Regions from separate parts of the Triticum aestivum genome. Here region 2 is linked to region 1. Evidence: chromatin contacts called from public Hi-C data. All regions are on one chromosome and are shown on one strand. Each heading gives the region's core, a stretch centred on a gene start, on an enhancer-like site or on the middle of the called end of the contact. The rest is flanking DNA. Distances are from core to core; before and after follow the strand shown. Region 1 holds the start of LOC123137432 (integrin-linked protein kinase 1). Region 2 holds the start of LOC123137433 (acetolactate synthase small subunit 2, chloroplastic).

What was found. Hi-C and Micro-C count contacts between places; a contact is called where the count stands out from the background.
Region 2: a Hi-C map of leaf shows a contact between it and region 1, with 4 times the contacts expected there. The contact joins the promoter of LOC123137433 here to the promoter of LOC123137432 in region 1. A contact is called at or near these places in 2 of 5 Hi-C or Micro-C datasets (both in leaf).

The regions. Positions count from the first base shown.
Region 1 is chr6B:452,819,335-452,824,770 of IWGSC CS RefSeq v2.1, reverse strand. LOC123137432 (integrin-linked protein kinase 1) reads left to right here and starts at 2,979. Exons shown (of 12, transcript XM_044557185.1): 1 at 2,979-3,644; 2 at 3,918-3,992; 3 at 4,104-4,208; 4 at 4,512-4,594; 5 at 5,399-5,436. The coding sequence starts at 3,201.
Region 2 is chr6B:452,958,404-452,964,214 of IWGSC CS RefSeq v2.1, reverse strand. It overlaps LOC123137433 (acetolactate synthase small subunit 2, chloroplastic), which reads right to left and starts at 2,912. Exons shown (of 12, transcript XM_044557188.1): 1 at 2,688-2,912; 2 at 2,331-2,544; 3 at 1,246-1,329; 4 at 1,065-1,133; 5 at 883-966; 6 at 609-764; 7 at 1-9. The coding sequence starts at 2,854.

The DNA.
Region 1 (5,436 bases), core at 1,730-4,229:
TGAGGCTATGATTATGATTGTTGTTGCCTCTACGGACTAAACCCTCCGGTTTATATAGACACCGGAGGGAGCTAGAGTTACACAAAGTCGGTTATAGAGAAAAGGAATCTACATATCCAAATCACCAAGCTTGCCATCCACGCCAAGGAGAGTCCCATCCGGACACGGGAAGAAGTCTTCTATCTTGTATCTTCACAGCCCAACAGTCCGGACCATATTAATAGTCCGGCTGCCCGAGGACCCCTTAATCCAGAACTCACTCAACGAGCTCGCCGGCGGCGGGCCAAGCGTGGGTGTGCTCCGATTTGCAGGGAACCGATTGTTTTTTTCTTTCAGGGACCTATGTGCCTTTAAAAAAAATACATGGCCTTGATTGCTTTTAACTTTTTTTAGGGACCTGATTGTTTAAAAATATTCAGGCCCCACGTCTCCACCCTTCATAACCTGTCAATGCCAACCTAACGGTAAGAGTGAACAGTGTTGACTTTTATGCCATGTCAGACTTGATGAGCGGACCCGAGTAGTCATAATCACAATTAAAATTTATCAACATAGTCATCAGTGCAACATGATAACTTTTTGAAACCAAAACCAACTTCATGGTAGGTTTTAGGAAGGTTTCGAAAAATGGTAGTTTTTCACAACCCTACCCAAACTGTGGTAGTTTTGTGTTATTTACTCACATTACTCATGTTAGTCCAAATCAAAATAAGGTTAACGTTTGCCTAGCAAATTTTGTTAGAACGGAAAGTAGAATCATGACTTGGCTTGGTTCTGGCCCTCTGTTGTCGTGGAGCTAGCTTTAGCAGATTGTAGTTTTACTGTCATTGAGTATAAGTTTTCACCCCAAAAAATAATCTTCCATCTTTTGACTTTTTTCTGAAAGAAATCCATCTTTTGGCTTAACAACGTAGTACAAAGCCATGCGATTAAAGATTAAAATAAACAAGGAGAAAGCGACCGAACAACCAACCGCGGCTGGGCTGGAGTGGTTCCCACTCCCCAGCGAGCAGCGATTTTTTTTAAAGGAAAGGGAGCAGCGATTTGATGTGGTGGTAAGTTAGGAGAACACACACGCTCTACTTGTAAGGGCTGGCACTTGGGCGCCAGGAGCCGGGCCGAGCCCAGTCGCGACGGGCGGGCGGGCATGGCAAGTGGGGGAGCACTCGCTGTCGCGGTGGGCAGCGACGCCGATGCCGACGGCCGCGTCCGACATGGCCGCGGGGAGGAATCCGTCCAGACGGCGACGTCTTCCCATCGTGAAATCCACAAGCACGCGAGACGCGAACTAATCACACAGACACGGTGTTGACGTACGGCCATGGCAAGGAAGCTGCCGCTCGCCGCGGAGCCGCCCACTTACCATAGATCGTGTATATGCATCCCTCCCTCTGTCTCTCTCTCTCTCGTCGACCGACTTTTCTTAGTAAGAGTATTATCTTTTCCCCACGCAGATAAGATCCGTCTGCCCCGTTATGGGTTTTCGCGATGAGTGCGACTGAAGTCTAGTAGCAGCAGCAGCTAAGCGGGGAACAAGTCTGGTCTGATCCACTCTCGGAAACTGAGGCCCCCAAATGGACATGAACCAACCAAACTGATCCACTCCCTCAAAAAAAAAAAAAGCACGCACTCGCAACAATCGCCGTCCAAACATGGAGACCACTGTTTGTATTGAGGCGCTAGCAGCAACATGAAGAATCTCCGAAAGAGATCACAGATCAGCAGCAGAAGCACACGATTCCACACGCATTGCGTGCTGCCTCACCTTTAAGCTTTGCACGCATGGGCAAAGCCCGGAGCGACTCTAGTTTTTTACAAGTACTAACAATAAGATAACGTGTTGCTCAATCCATGAAGACACTGGAGCTTAAAGGTTAAGCGACAAGATTTCGATGATATTACCTAATATATGACCCATGAAATGTACTAATAAGTTATGGCATTCTGATCAACCCTCTGTTTTTTCACCACACCGCAATACTCCCTCCTTCCATCTATATAGGGCCTAATGCGTTTTTCAAGACCGCCTTTGACTGTTGATAAAATTAATACTACATGACATGCATAATGTGAAAATTATATCATTGAAAGCTCCTTTCACATACGAATTTGATGATGTGCTTTGTGTAAGTTGCATGTCATATATTATTGCTCTAATATTTGGTCAAAGTTAATCTCGAAAAACACATTAGGCCCTATATAGATGGAAGGAGGGAGTAGGATAGTATTTCCTCCGTAAAGAAATATACTCCTAGAATTAATGATTGTTTTCCTGTTTGTCATTGGAAAGAACGGAAAAGCATTGTATTCCTCCTAGAAAATGACACAACAGGTAAAAATAAGAACGGAGAAGATTCGGTGATACGAAGCTGGTCCATTTTACAAGCGATCCACTATTTTCCATCCCGAAGATCATACACCCAGAGCCAGAGCGATCATTACAGATATATAGGGACAACAAGAATCAGTAACGTTCTTATGTTTCTTTATTATAGAGCCATAGAGGGAGTAGTACTATAATAACTCAACTACTAATATGAATTACTGCATCAAATGTGGACTAATGGACTTGCATTCAGTGCCCCAAAGTAAACAAGACTATATTTAGCAGCCAAAAAAAAAAAAAATTAGCAGCCTATGGACTGGCAGACCAAAGGAAAATTCAACTGGCAACAAGTCTTCGCAGCCCGCCCGCTAGATATTCAGCTAGACGAAGGCGAATAATTCCGACTTGTAGGAAGGGGAAAAAAACAGAAAGTCGTCGGCAAGTGTTCCCATGAAGCGACAAAAGCACGCAAAACCCCTTGGACTCCCGCACCACTGCCCACCGACACACTGACCCCACAGCTGCCCGCCCCCGGCAGTCAGTGACTCTTAACCTTTTGAACTCAGATCGAGTCCGAGCTGTACCCGCGATGCTCCCCCCTCACCGGCGGTTATTCCCTGTCGATCGGCTCCCTCCCCTCCCTTGCTCTGCTTCCCACTACGCTGATACCAACAACTCCCGCTCCGCTGCCACTGGTCACCATCTCGAGTCTCCGCCCGATTTTTATTACGCCCACGCCCAATCATCATTCGTCTCCAATCCCCAGAAGCACCCACCTCCGCGCGAGATCCCACGCACCAAAAACCGGGCGCGGATTCTCGCTGTGCCTCGATCTCGCGCCGCGCCTGGTGGTTGGACGCAGGAGGCGGAGGCGATGGCCGCGGCGGCGAAGCTGACGCGGAGCTTCTCGCGGCAGCTGTCGTCGGGGGCGGCGCGGGTGTGGCGCCAGCTGTCGCTGGAGCCGCACACCCCGCGGCGTGGGGCGGCCGCGGCGACGGGGGCCGTGGCGGCGGCGGGGCCGACCAGGTTCGGCCTAGCGAGGCAGTCGTCGCTCGACCCGACGCCGGCGCCCGATGACGGGGCGGTGCTGGCCATGCCGGAGAACCTGGACGCCACCATGCGGCTGCTGTACGCGGCGTGCCAGGGGGACGCGGCCGGCGTGGAGGAGCTGCTCAGGGAAGGGGTGGACGTCGACAGCATTGACTTCGACGGCCGCACGGCGCTGCACATCACCGCCTGCGAGGGCCGGGGGGAGGTGGTGCGCCTGCTGCTCGGCTGGAAGGCCAACATCAACGCCCGCGACCGATGGGGCAGCACGGTGCGCCCTTCGCCCAACTTTCTTCTCTCGCCACCCTGCTATGCGTCACCTGAATTTCGCTACGTCCCGCACTTTGCATACTTCCTATCACAAGCACCTCTGGTCATTTCCTTTGTGCAATTACATCGTACTAAGAGTACAGGGTCTGCCACATTGGGGCAATGACCAACCTGATGCATTCGGAAATAGCGATAATATAGGCGCATGGCACGTGCGACTACTTATCTAGCCGAACCTGATTTCAGCTTGTATTTCTATGCATCCAATTTTCAGCCAGCAGCGGATGCTAAACATTACGGGCACTTTGAAGTGTACAACCTTCTCAGAGCAAGAGGAGCAAAACTTCCGGTAATGCATTTCTTATTTTCGTAATTCAAAATTCCCGGAACTCTTCTTAACTCTTGCTATTGCTATGATATGGAAAATAATTTCTATATATTTGTTATTCTCCTCTACCAGAAAACCAAAAAGACTCCAATGACTGTGTCAAATCCCAAAGAAGTTCCAGAGTATGAACTGAACCCTCTTGAACTCGAGTTCCGAAGAGGAGAGGAGGTTACAAAGGCATGTCTCAATAAACTCCCTCCTTTTGTTTTCTCTTTTTGCACGGTGTCTTTCTTCATGTATTTGAGTTCCTTGGATAAGAGTGCTAACAATTCTTTGCACAGTGGACTTATTGATGCTTAAAAGTGTTAAGGTTGAAAACATGATTCTTATGTCGATTTCCATGATAATTTAAGCCCTACTATTAGTACTCAAAAACAAGAAAATCATATCTTCTACTGTAGGTTTATCTAAATTTGCATTTGCTGATTTGATTGGTTTGACATAACTATGACCGCCTTACCTGTCATACAATTTGTACAGGGTTACTATGTAGCCAAATGGTATGGCTCCAAAGTTTTCGTGAAGATACTTGACAAAGATAGCTTCTCAGACGGAGATAGCATGTATGAGCTGCCTCCTTGAACTTTTACAACCTTTTTTATTTGATAACCATGAAGTTGCACACTGAAGTTTAGTACTGTATCTAAGACAATTATCATGATGAATTGGGTCTATTATAATCATATAACGCTCAATAGTAGTATAGTTTGTTGAGATATTGTGCCAGACAATCCTACAACTCACCTTGGCATCCTCTCTGTTCATTGAACTTGAATAATAATTTCTCTTTTTATAAACAAGTTACAGGAAAAATATTATTACTACACCCCAGCTTCGTGCACTCACGCTACACCCAGGCAAGAAAACATAACAAAACATTTCGAAAATATCTGAAACTTTGTGGGAAGGATTATGAACAAATGTTATAGGTGCTTGCAAAGTTTGGTGGTCAAATGATATTCGAGGAGCTCTGTACAAAAAAAATTACTCAAAATGTACGTGCACTATTTGAGCAAAATTTCTAGTTTTGTTTTTTTGTACACACCTCCTCGGATGTCATTTGACCACCAAACTTTGCAAGCATCTATAATATTTGTTCATAATCATTTCCACAAAGTTTCAGATATTTTCGAAATGTTTTGCTATGTTTTCTTGCCTGGGTGTAGCGTGGGTGCACCGAGCTGGGGTTCCCTTATGGAGTTATCACAGTATTTATTATCATGTAATTAGTTTGACAAACTAACTTAATACAGTTTCAGTCTAAACAGCTTTTTTCAGTTCATAGTCATGAACTTTTTATTTTGATTTGGGCTATGCTTATCATGTGTCATTCAATACTGCTAAGTTCTGTCGTCATATCAACTCAGAGAGGCATTCAAACACGAGCTTACTTTACTGGAGAAAG
Region 2 (5,811 bases), core at 1,663-4,162, 140 kb before region 1:
AACATCACCCTGCACGCACAGTTCAAAGTCAAAACAACCACATGTTATAAGAATCAGTAGCAATAGACATACATACTGTAATAATGTATCTCATATGTTTACTGGAAGTCTGGAAATATTCTACTCGGTTATGTTACTTCGGTTGCACATTTAAAAGTCTGAGTGTGGTCTTCAGTTTTATATGAATGCAGGTCTCCCCAGTTTCACTGTATGAACTCTACTTTTCTTTCTATTTTTTTATTTCCTATAACCGGGTATACAAACTAATTTTTCTCTAAAAAGAATCACTTATGGAACGATGGCTGCACTGGGATTTCTACTGGTGGCAAAGAAGTTTAGTTGCATTTGTTTGCATTAAATAACTATTAAGATATACCAGTTCGCAAGATCTTTCTTTTCTTGCACCTCAAAATCTTTCTTGCATTATCCACACACAAGAGGCATCTCTCAAGCATAGGTTACCAAGTATTTAATCTGCAAACAGCAGTGTCCTAAAAGGTACTCCTAAAGCCTAGACGCCACCTTTTACAACAGTTGTAACAGGACAAGAAGAACAAGAAGAAATAGGCAACAAACATTGAGTTACTCTTATAAGCATAGAAACATACCCCGGCACTGGATGGTTGATCAAAACTGCCATTAACCGTCTTATTCACAGAGGTAAGAGGATTTTTGCGCGATGCTTCTACAAGGTCTGGGTAAGAAGCAGCAGAAAACCCCCAGAAACGAGCAGTTGCTCCGATCTTTTCACGCCTCAAAGCAATCTAAGAACGTTGGGAGATAAGAATTAGTTAATGAAGAAAATATGCCCGTGGAAGTAGGCAGCAAATGATTCAGAAAAATATGCCCATGCATGTAGGCAGCAAATGATTCAGAAAATACTTTTCCCGTTCGACAAATTTCTTCGATCCCAAATTTGCTTAGGTTCCTTTGTGCCGCAACGATTTTCCCAGGATCTCCAGTTACCTACAGCATTGATCAAATAAGTATCAAAGGCTTCACCCGGCATAAAACAAGGAACACATATACTATATGCAGAACTGTTGGAGATCAAGAGTTTTTACCTCCAGAGTTAGGCTGTTCTCAGAAATATCAACAACTTTCGCTCTGAAAACATTAGCTACAAACATGACCTATCAACCATGAGAAGAAACAGCACATTAAGAGTATCGTTGCAACTGTGTATGGAAGTACCAATATACTAATTCAGTGACTATGCAGATACAAGTCAACAGCATATCTTACATCAGCACGTTGATCTGGTTCAACACTGAGTTTTATAAGCATGAGCTCTCTTTCAACCTGAGGCTCCTTAGATAGATCCTCAACCTGCAATTTATTGGATTCAAATACAATATATATTAACAAACATTTATATGATCACAGAACAACATGCAATAAGAAAAGAAATCTGCAAACCAGGAACATACCAATGCTTGGGATAAAAAGGAAAACATCACATCACACTATTTAATTCATCTAGATGGTAGGAACGATAAGCAGACAACAGACAATTATGCAAGGTGATATGAAATAAGCTTAGATTCGTTAAAATAGCTGTTTTCTTTGGATATGCTGTATGTGCACAATGGCAGGAAAAAAAATCCATCTGTGAGTCCGTTCTTTTTAAGCATCTTCAGTATAACAATTATGATAAGGTTATATGGAAACAACTTAATACTCCTGATTCCATGCAACACAGTGATTTTTACCAAACATACAAACTGCTTCTTACTTGGATTATTACCATGTGAATATATGCTCGACATCACTGAAGACAAGGTACAGCAGTGATCAAAGTAACTGTATTTCCTTACATACAAACAAAATTTACAACACACTACACAACCAGGACACATCTGTATAGACATAAGAGTAAATTTCTCAACTTACACTTTTTGTTGCAAAATTATCAACTGATTACACGTTTAAGGGCCCACATGTGGCGCGTCCAGGCAGACGGCCTTCAGGGCCTTTTCTTGACCGGGCCAGGAAGAGATTCTTCTTAGTGCAAAGCCCCACCAGTCGAGTTTTTTTTGTTAGACGTTTAAAGACTAATGTCACAAAAAGAGCTTTTTTCTGACGTCGAAATGACTATTGAAGCTGTGATTATAATGGAATTGAGTATTACCGCAGAATACGGCTAAGGTGTTTATGACCAAATTAGCACTTTATACTGTAGTATATTGCTAGAGCTGACAGAAAATTTTGAAGCCGGTGAAATCTTCTGAAGTCTGTTGAAACCAAGTGGCATGAAAGCCGAATGATTTACTCCTCCTAACCATATACGGAGTAATAAAGTGGTGCAAAATGTGGAACGGCAGACTGACATTCAAGACGTTGACGAGCTTATTGAGCTGCTCAATGACTTGCTTGAGCACCCTATCCGTCCCTGAGACGACGATGGTGAAGAGGGCCTTGTCCTTGTTGAGCCCCACGGCGAGTGACTCGATGTTGTAGCCTCTCCTTGCGAACACCCCGGCAATCCTGTTTATCATGCCGCTCTCGTCCCCGACGAACACGGAAATCGTGTGGCGCCGCACCCTGCAATCCCGGCTAGCAACTCCCATCAAAAGTCAGCTCAAACGAGTAACGCGCGCAGCGGGGGACACCGGGCGCGGCAAGACGGGATTCATGCGCGAAGTATCAGAAACGGAGACCGCATTGCGGAGGGGAGAGGCGCTTACGGATCCCTCTTGGCGGTCGCGGCGACCGCCGACACGGCGGCGGTCGCCCCCGCGGCGACTCCGCGGCGGCGCAGGGGCCGGAAGGAGGCGCGCGCGGCGCATCCGGGGAGGCGGTCGCGGGCCGCCGGTGGCGACGGGCGGAGGTGGTGGGCGGTGGCGACGGACATGGATGGTGGTCGAGGGCGAAGTTGGTGGCTGGCTATCGGGAAGTGATGGACGGGACAGGACAGTGTGTTGGTTTAACAGCAAAGTAGGGTTTATGCGGGGGGGAATTACGAAGCTGCCCCCAGCCGCGCGTGCCAGACAGTGTGATACGATACGCGAGATGTGTCACGGGTGGCCACGTTTTCAGTTGGGCCGGGTGCGCTGGGGCCACCCACCAAATTCGGTATATCCTCTCTCTCTCTCTCTCTCGGGTGCTACGAGTTGCATGTGAAAGTGCTGCTACTACAAAACGAGGCGAATCCGCAGTTGTCAAATCGTGGCAAAGGCGCAAAGCCATCTTTGCGCAAAAAAGATACACACACGCCCACAACGCACCATACGTGTCCCGTCGTGGCATGCCACTTCGTCGTTTCTGGCCACGGCAGGCCGCGCAGAGCATTGCCCAGACGAAGCATAAAGGCAGCGCAACAGCCGAAAGTTGTTCCCGCGTGTTAGCTTTTGCTGATTGTCGTGTACTACACTGTGCAACGTGGCTGTGTTTTTTTTTCTGTCCGGGGCTGTTTTGTTAGAGCATCTCCAGCTGTTCGCCCCCAGAGGCTTGAAATAGCGCCGCCTGGGGGAAATCGGCGATAAATTCGGTGCGGGCAATCGGTTTTCCAGCCACAGCCCCAGACGCCGTTTTTTGAAAAAGAAAATCGGCCAAACACAACACAAATTCGTTCAAACTAGGCGATTTTATTCATATTTGTACAAAAAAAACACAAATTAAAAAAAATAACTACGCCTAGCACTACTACGCCGCCGCCTCCCGCCCACTACTAGGGAAAACCCTAGCAGTAGCGTGTGTTTAAAGCATATCAGTAGCGCGGGGAACAGCGCTACTAGTAAGGCGCTACAACTAAAAGTTAGCAGTAGCGTGTGTCGGACCACACTACTGCTATATCGACTTAGTAGCAGCGCTTTCCACTAGGAGCGCTACTGGTAATTAGTAGTAGCACCTCTCCCATCACGCGTTACTACTATTATTTCGTATTTCTTTTTTATTTTGTGTTGTATTCATACACCTTTATACAAGTTCTCATACTGCAGCAATTTAGAGAATGTTTTTACATCATAATGAGTTATTACATCACTGCGAGAAAGAACCGTGGACTAGTTTCAAGTGGATGGACATCCACTTGAAACTAATGCGCGGTTCTTTCACCCAATGATATAATAAATATCATCATCATCATCATCATATCATTAACAACTTATCATGATAATACATCATTGTCATATAACACCTCCTCATGATCATCATTTTCATCAATGAGACATCACATACAAGTTGGTCACTAGACATAATCACAACTAGTCCTCATCATCAACTCTCATAAACATATTGCACCTCATAGAACCTACTACATTCTCTTAGGACCTACTATATTATCTTAGGTAAAATAGCATAAAACAAGATAGCCCCTGACTCTCCATTATGGAGAATGGAGATTATCCTGTCTCCAATTCTTTCCTTTTGCACAATGTTGCTTCCAAGAACCTCCTTACGACTGTCCATACATTTTTTCCATTCTTTGATTATTATGTGTTCACCGGTTTTAGAAATCCGGCATGGACAGGTGAGATTCGTAGGACGACCTGTCTGTATGTTCAAAACATCAAGGCGACAATTCTGATACATCAAATGAGGCACACAATCCATCGGGATTTTCTGTTGAAAAACATAGTAATAATTTCGTAGGAGTATGCAAAAGATACACGGATGTCGTAATAGTAAAAAATCTTACCAGGATATCTTCATGAAAGTTATCGTGGTTCAACACGTGCACTAGTGGCACGTATTGACCATAATCTGGAGTTCGATAAAAGGCATTGTAATTCTCAATTTCAGTACAATATCCGACCAGATGATTTTTCTCCTGATAAGTTAACTCAAAGCCATCGGTGTAGTTGGTTCTGTCTATCATCTTCCGCACATTCTTTGAAAAATGAAAATAAGCTATCAATGGAAATAAGTTGTCAACTATTTTAAAATAAACAATATAAATTACTTAATAACTATGTTTGAGGAACTCACATAGCAGTAGAATTGGAAGCGTATCAACAAAGACCCAAATGTCTAAATTGTCTTGGTCGATGTTAGGATCACCAAGATCCATGGTGACAAACATACCCTCTTGAAAATCATACATCTTGCAAAGTGCTTCCCAACCCGGGCAACCAAAATGGGTTACGCTCTCAGGATTGTATAGATTTACCTCAAAATCCATACCATGATGGGTCCTTGGGTTAATTTTCTTTGCTTCATTCCTCTCATGATCTTCAAGACCCATCCTCTCCAAGACATAGCGTCTTGCATGGCATGGGATAAGCTAGTCGAATTGTAAAAGACAAAAATTACACGTTGAAGTAGTAGAAGTCAAGCTTAATTACGAAAAAACACTTTGCGTCGTAGCGTACCATTTCACAATCGAAGGTCTCCTAGAGCTTAATGCTGAAGCGCCGACCTTCGTCCAGGTGAGGCCCGTCGCAGAAACCCCAGTTGTCGCCGCACCAGGAGCACTCCCCCGAGACCTTCTTCGTCCGACGACATTTCTTATGTTCATAATTCAAAGATTAAACTTGTACAATTAAATATATGTACTACAAAAAAAATTAGATCATTATTATTCATCACGGGTTGACTATCGGTCTGTCGAGTCTTTTCTTGAAAACTCTCAGCTCACGTGGTGTATATATTCAACGTCGGTGATGGTAGCTCCTCCTTTCTTTTCCGAGTGCATTACACCAAATTTTCTAGCACATGGGAACGAAGGAGAAGCTACCCCATGACAACAGTCGGGATTCTTCGTCCTCTCATATATGATGGAGACTCTTCCTCACTGATTCCACTCTGACATTTGCGACCGTCGGTGATGGTCGTTACTCCTCCTTCCCCCAGTGCATAACAAAGGTATAG